Regions from separate parts of the Danio rerio genome. Here region 1 is linked to region 2. A link is a contact called in public Hi-C data. All regions are on one chromosome and are shown on one strand. The core of a region is the stretch at or near the end of the contact, and the rest is flanking DNA. Distances in the headings are between cores, read along the strand shown.

Evidence for each region. A called contact is a pair of places that touch in the nucleus more often than the background predicts.
Region 1: a contact with region 2 is called in a Hi-C map of an unstated tissue, with 2.0 times the contacts expected there. The contact joins two enhancer-like sites.

What each region holds. Positions count from the first base shown.
Region 1 is chr7:53,211,553-53,214,975 of GRCz12tu, reverse strand. arhgap36 (Rho GTPase activating protein 36) reads left to right here. Exons shown (of 13, transcript NM_001351681.2): 11 at 2,216-2,412. Among named protein-coding and RNA genes, the nearest start is that of usp12b, 44 kb to the right of the region's middle. Within about 2 kb of position 2,100, at least 9 of the 62 cell types and tissues checked have an H3K27ac peak or open chromatin away from gene starts, as enhancers often do.
Region 2 is chr7:53,150,647-53,153,921 of GRCz12tu, reverse strand. No RefSeq gene overlaps it. Among named protein-coding and RNA genes, the nearest start is that of rasl11a, 12 kb to the left of the region's middle. Within about 2 kb of position 1,496, at least 14 of the 62 cell types and tissues checked have an H3K27ac peak or open chromatin away from gene starts, as enhancers often do.

The sequences.
Region 1 (3,423 bases), core at 851-3,350, 60 kb before region 2:
TTGCGGTGATCACCGGTGATCGATTCTGCGCAGATTTTGGCCAAGTCAAACGAGCCTAATTATACCTAGCAAGACCTTGATTAGCTTGTTCAGGTGTGTTTGATTAGGGTTGGAGCTAAAATTTGCAGGACACCGGCCCTCCAGCAACAGGTTTGGTGATCTCTGCTCTAACTCATCAAAAGAGTTAAAGCAAGATAACTTAAGTTTTGAAGTTATACAAGATTTAATGATTCTTAAGTAAAATCAGTGTATTGTAAGTTAAAATTACTTGTAAAGTTTATTTAATTTAACTTCAATTTCAGGTAGAAACTCACTCAAGTCCACTGTGTTAAATGTGATTTTGTGTGTGATTTACAATGCTTTATGGGATTGTCATTCTTTGCCACATTACAACAGTTAACTTCATATTCTTCTGGTGCGTTCACATGCCATGTCTTACTACAGTAATATTGAGATGTCAACTCATGATGTTTTGCTTGGAGCCATTAAGGTCCTCTTACTTTTTCTGTTGTAATACTTTAAGTTTTAGAGTTTACAAGTTTAGAAAAGGGGGGCCATCATGGTGGCGCAGTGGGTAGCATGATCGCCTCATAAAAAGACAGTTGCTGGTTCAAGCCCCAGCTGGGTATTTCTGTGTGGAGTTTGCATGTTCTCCCCATGTTGGCGTGGGTTTCCTCCGGGTGCTCCAGTTTTCCCCCACAGTCCACAAGACATGGGGTACAGGTGAATTGGGTAAGCTAAATTGTCTGTAGTGTATGTGTGGGATTGAGTTTGTATGGATGTTTCCCGGTGTTGGGTTGCGACTGGAAGGGCATCTGCTGCGAAAAAAATATGCTGGATAAGTTGGCGGTTCATTCCACTGTGGCCAACCCTGATTAATAAAGGGACTATAAGCCAAAAAGAAAATGAATGAATAATTGAAGTTTAGAAGAATAGAAAAGGAGATTTGGGGTCAGTTTTTTAGACAATGACACTGGATCATGTCCACATGGATGGAATATTGTTGTGGTATCTCAGTGTTTAACTATTGTTGTTCTATTGTTGCCTTGATGACTTGATTGAAAGTCATTTAAATGTAATAGTACTTAAATATACAGGCACATTCAAATGCAAACATTAGGTGAAGTTTCACAAACTAATTTTGAGAGGAGCACGTGATATGGTTGACTGCAGCTGGCCACTCATCTACACGCATTGGCTAGCCAATCAGATTGATCCAAACTCACTATAAGTAGCCTAGTTAGAACTACTCCCTTATCTTCATTTTTTTCGAAGAAACCACCCATCCTCCTTTCCTTCTCCTCCTTTCCTCTTTTACCAGGGGGAGCTCTCAAGAACCACTTGATCTCGTACTCCCCTCACATGCTCTATGGACCAGGCGGGAGCCCTGGGCTCAACTATCTCTGAGCTCAGGGTTCTCTGCATGCCAAACCTGCTAACTTGCTAATAGTTGTCAAACAATATCTAAGTGTGAACTCTTGAAATTAAATTTGATTCTATAGAAATTGGTACCTAAACACAATCAAACTGCTTGCTGACAATCAAATTCAAGATTCTTGGGTGTGTGTGTGTGTGTGTGTGTCCCACAGCATTTTATATTACACAGACAAGAATGCTTTTTACTAGTTAGAATGGTGTAATTATGATAATTATGCCATGAACACACCTTTGACTTTCAAATTTCAAATAGTCTTTTTTATTTAAATAAAATGGATGCCCTTCCAGCTGCAACCCAACACTGGGAAACAGATTCATGCGTGCACTCATAGACTAAGGCCGATTTTGTTTACCTAATATCACCTATAGCACCTATTGAACTGTGAAGGAAACCAGAGCACCTGTAGGAAACCCACACAAACACGGGGAGAACATGCAAACTCCACACAGAAATGCCAACTGACCCAGCAGGGACTCGAACCAGCGACCTTCTTGCTGTGAGACAACAGTGCTAACCACTGAGCCACTTTAAACCACTGTGCCGCTTTAAATATAATTCTCCTTATTATATAATAATTATCATTTCCCAATTCAAAGGACAGAACCCTGTAACCCAAACATTTGTTTACATTGTTAATCGGCTAAATACTCTAAATTAAAGGCTGTCATGATTAATGTGCCTGATTACAGAGGCAAAGCGACAATAATTGCCACTTGTCCAAACACTGAAGTGCATTATTGTGTGTATGACTCTAATGTCTCTCCATTGTGACAGCAGCAGTAGCAGCCTAACAGTGGAACCGGACTCTGGTGGACGGAGGGATACTCAGTCGTCTCTGGACTCCATGGGTCAGTCCAGTGATGACCTTTCATCCCGGGAGCCACTGTGTCCTCTGTACCCAGAGCATTCTGCAATAGGAAGTCTGAGCAGCGAGGTCCTGCTCAATGTACTTCATCTAAACACTAACAGGAAACGTGAGTATAGTGCAGACTTCTTCAAACGAGGCTGTGGACTTCTAATCTGCTTCCTCTTTTTGTGTGCGTGTGTGTCATTATATGCACTACCATTCAAAAGTTTAGTCTTTAACATTTCTTGCTTACTGCATCTATTTAATAAATAAATTGTGGAAAATGCATCAAGATAATACCTTCTTTTCAAGAGCCTATGATAAAATGTAAGGTTTAAAATAACAGAATTTAGTTTAAACTTGATCTTTTATTAATTAATGAATACATTAAACAACAAACAGGGTTTTTTAAGGATCAAAAGAATAAAAGGTGTAAGACAGCTTGAATTGTTTTTATAAATGTAACATTATTACACATTACACATAATAATTGTGTGTGCAATATGTATATTTATTATGTATGTATAAATACACACATGCATCCAAAGAGCAAAAACGAATAAAGGCTTGTTTTTTATATTCTGAAACCAGATAGGCCGACTCATTCACGGTGACGCAATGCTGCCACACACAGGCTAGCCTATTTTTTTCACTTAATAATGTTATAAAAGGTAATTTCTTGTAACAACAGGATTTAGTTAAGACATATTTTCCTCAATAAAGCCGGTTATATATATATATATATATATATATATATATATATATATATATAATATTGTACATATAATAATAATAATAAATATATAAATATTTATTTATATATACAATTTTTTTTGATAGTCTACAGAACAAACCATCATTATACAATAACTTGCCTAATTACCCTAACCTGCTGAGTTGACCTAATTAACCTAGTTAAGCCTTTAAATGTCACTTTAAGCTGTATTGAAGTGTCTTGACAAATATCTTGTCAAATATTATTTACTGTCATCATGGCAAAAATAAAATAAATCAGTTATTAGAAAATAGTTCTTCAAACTATTATGATTAGAAATGTGTTGAAAAAATCTGCTCTCCGTTAAACTGAAATTGTGGAAAAAATAAACAGGTGGTCTTTACTGTATCTGTATAGATAAAT
Region 2 (3,275 bases), core at 247-2,746:
AATTGGTACCTTAAATATACATTTTAGCACAGAAAAAGTACAAAAGTTTACCATTTCTGTTTTTTTTTTTTTTTTTTTTTGTTTTTTTTGTTACTATCATGATAATTTTACTACCATTTCCTTATACACTCACCGGCCACTCTATTAGGTACACCTTACTTGTAGCGGGTTGGACCCCTTTTTGCCTTCAGAACTGCCTTAATCCTTCATGGCTTAGATTCAACAAGGTACTGCAAATATTCCACAGAGATTTTGCTCCATATTGACGTGATAGCATAACGAAGTTGCTGGAGATTTGTCAGCTGCACATCCATGATGCAAATCACCCGTTCCACATCCCAAAGGTGCTCTATTGGATTGAGATCTGTGACTGTGGAGGCCATTTGAGAACAGTGAACTCATTGTCATGTTTAAGAAACCAGTCTGAGATGATTTGTGCTTAATGACATGGCGCACTATACTGCTGGAAGTAGCCAACAGAAGATGGGTACACTGTGGTCATAAAGGGAAGGACATGGTCAGCAACAATACTCAGGTAGGCTGTGGTGTTGACACGATGCTCAATTGGTACTAATGGGCCCAAAGTGTGCCAAGAACCTATCCCCCACAGTATTACACCACCAGTCTGAATTGTTGATTCAAGGCAGGATGGATCCATCCTTTCATGTTGTTTACGCCAAATTCTGAACCTACCAACCAAATGTCACAACAGAAATCAGGACTCATTAGACCAGGCAACGTTTTTTGAGTTTTCTATTGTCAAATTTTGGTGAGCCTGTGTTTTCTGTTCCTGCAAATGATTAGAAGTTTGCATTACAAGTAGGACAGGTGTACCTAATAAAGTGGCCGTCGAGGGTTAGGTACTAATGCGGACTCTATAGTTATGCAGCCTACTGCCCCAGTGAAAACTTTTGTACGTTAATTTCTGAGAGTGTATGGTTAGGGATAAGCTCAATGCTGCAAGCAGTTACATTCTAACATTACATTTATTAATGTTTGTTAGTGTAAAGTTTTCGTCAGACATCAGTTAATCAGAAGTTTTACATCCAATCCTTTACAAACAACATCTCTCGTGCTGCTTCACACACTCTGCTCTATGTGTGTTTATGTGTTTTCAAGGAGCTTTCAAAGCTAGCTTGCTATTGCTAGCCTCTCCAAAATTGCCTACAATTATGAAAAATCTGAGGGATGTGTTGCTAGATTGTCGACCACAAGCCTGCATCAGTGGCGTCTGTCCTCTAGTTTGAATAAGACAGATTAAATAAACCATCTCTCAGACGTTACAATTATAAATGGCTTCCTGTTTGCCTCAAAGAACTGAGAAAGCCAAGAGGACTTATGTTATCCTCTGACTCATGAGGACTTGGTGTTTGTCCTAATTATGGCTCATTTGGGAAAGCTGGCCAAGGAAGTTTGAATTCTCAGCAGAGTGTTATTAGAGGAGAAACAGCTGTGACGTGAAATGGTAAGAGACTTTTTTTTTCTCTCCATCTGAGCTCATTATGTTATCACAGCCACAGGAAGCATGACCAAGACAATTCCCAAAGGAGGAGCGGGAGTCGATAGAGGGAAAAACACAGAACGAGAAAGGAGGATCAGGCAGCGAGGCAGGAAGTTAAAGGGAGAGAAAGAGATTAATGCTGAAAAGTAACAGAAGGAAGAAGAGAGGACAGATGTTTTACAGTAAAGAGCTGGGAGGCCTTAAAGAGGACACAGTCTTCCATCTCATCCTCTAAAGTGATAAATGTCAGTGTGAATTGAGACCTGCTATAGTTCATGTCAGCTCACAAATTCTGACTGCAGTGAAAACAGATCAGCTCCCATTTAATACTGCAGTATGAATATAGTAATGCACATTCACACACATTTGTTCTCATAAGTGTTGGAATGAAGACAGCTGGAGTTATGATTTATGATCTGTGTGCATCTGCAGCTGACGAACCACCCTAAGACATTTACCCTAATGTCATCGCCATGAAATTATTAGTTTCAGTCTGACGTTTTTGTTAAAATCACAGAGTTGTTCATATTCTTACTTCGTGATAACTTATTTACATTATGCAGTGTCTCTTATGTTAATTTACTGTTAAAGAACAAAAAGGTTCTTTCTACAACTCATGTTTAGTTTTATACAGTTCTTTATGTGAGCCAATAAGAACACAAGATGAACAATCAGACACCAATCATCAAATCAGAGGCCAAGAAGAGTGATAATAAAGAGATCAATCGAGCAAAACTGAAAATTATGACATTGTTTGCTTACCTTTCACTTGTCACAAACCTGTTTGAGTGTGTGTTTTATTTTGAAAAATTTTGGAAACTATACAACTCGATAACTATTGACTTCCATAGTAGAAAAAACAAATCCAAGTCAATGGTTACATTGGTCATTTTTCAAAATGACTTATTTTGTGTTCACCCTGGGAATAAAAGAAACTCATAAAGGTTTGGAATGACTTGAGGGAGAATAAATAATAAGTGAATGTTCATTTTGGGCTGTCTCTATGGAGATAATCTAAACTCAAATATGGTGCTAAACAGTACCAAATTAGAGCTTATCAGCTTGCCTTGTAATAATAGCAAGACCCTTTGGGTGGTAAATAGAACATTTTCATAATTAGATCCATGAAGTACCATTCTTAAAAAGTGCAACATAAGACCTCAAAACTATTTTTAGAAAATTTCATAAATTTATGTATCAGTATTAGAGTATACTAAATTCTCTAGAAATTGCTGTATTGAAGCTAATTCTGCCTGAACCATTAATTCATTCATTTTCCTTCTTTTTAGTGCCTTATTTATCAGAGGTTGCCACAGTGGAATGAACCACCAACTATTCCAGCATATGTTTTATGCAGCAGATGGCCTTCCAGCCACAACCTAGTACCAGGAAACACCCATACACACTCAATCACCCACACACTATGGCCAATTTAGTTATTCACTTCATCTATAGTGCATGTGTTTGGATTGTGGGGGGAAAACGGAGCACCTACACCAACATGGGGAGAACATGCAAACTCCACACAGAAAGAACAATTGGTCCAGCCTAGACTTGAACCAGCAACCTTCTAGCTATGAGACGACTGTGCTAACTACTGAGCCACTGTGCTACCCCTGCCTGAGCCAAAGGAATATTAAACTAAACACTGTAAGAAATGCTGGGTTCCACATAATTCCTTCATGTTGTCCCAACACAAATCGATTATATTAACATAATCTTTTTTTTAAATTTACATGGATTGAACATAAAAATATTAGGTTGTGTCAAAAAA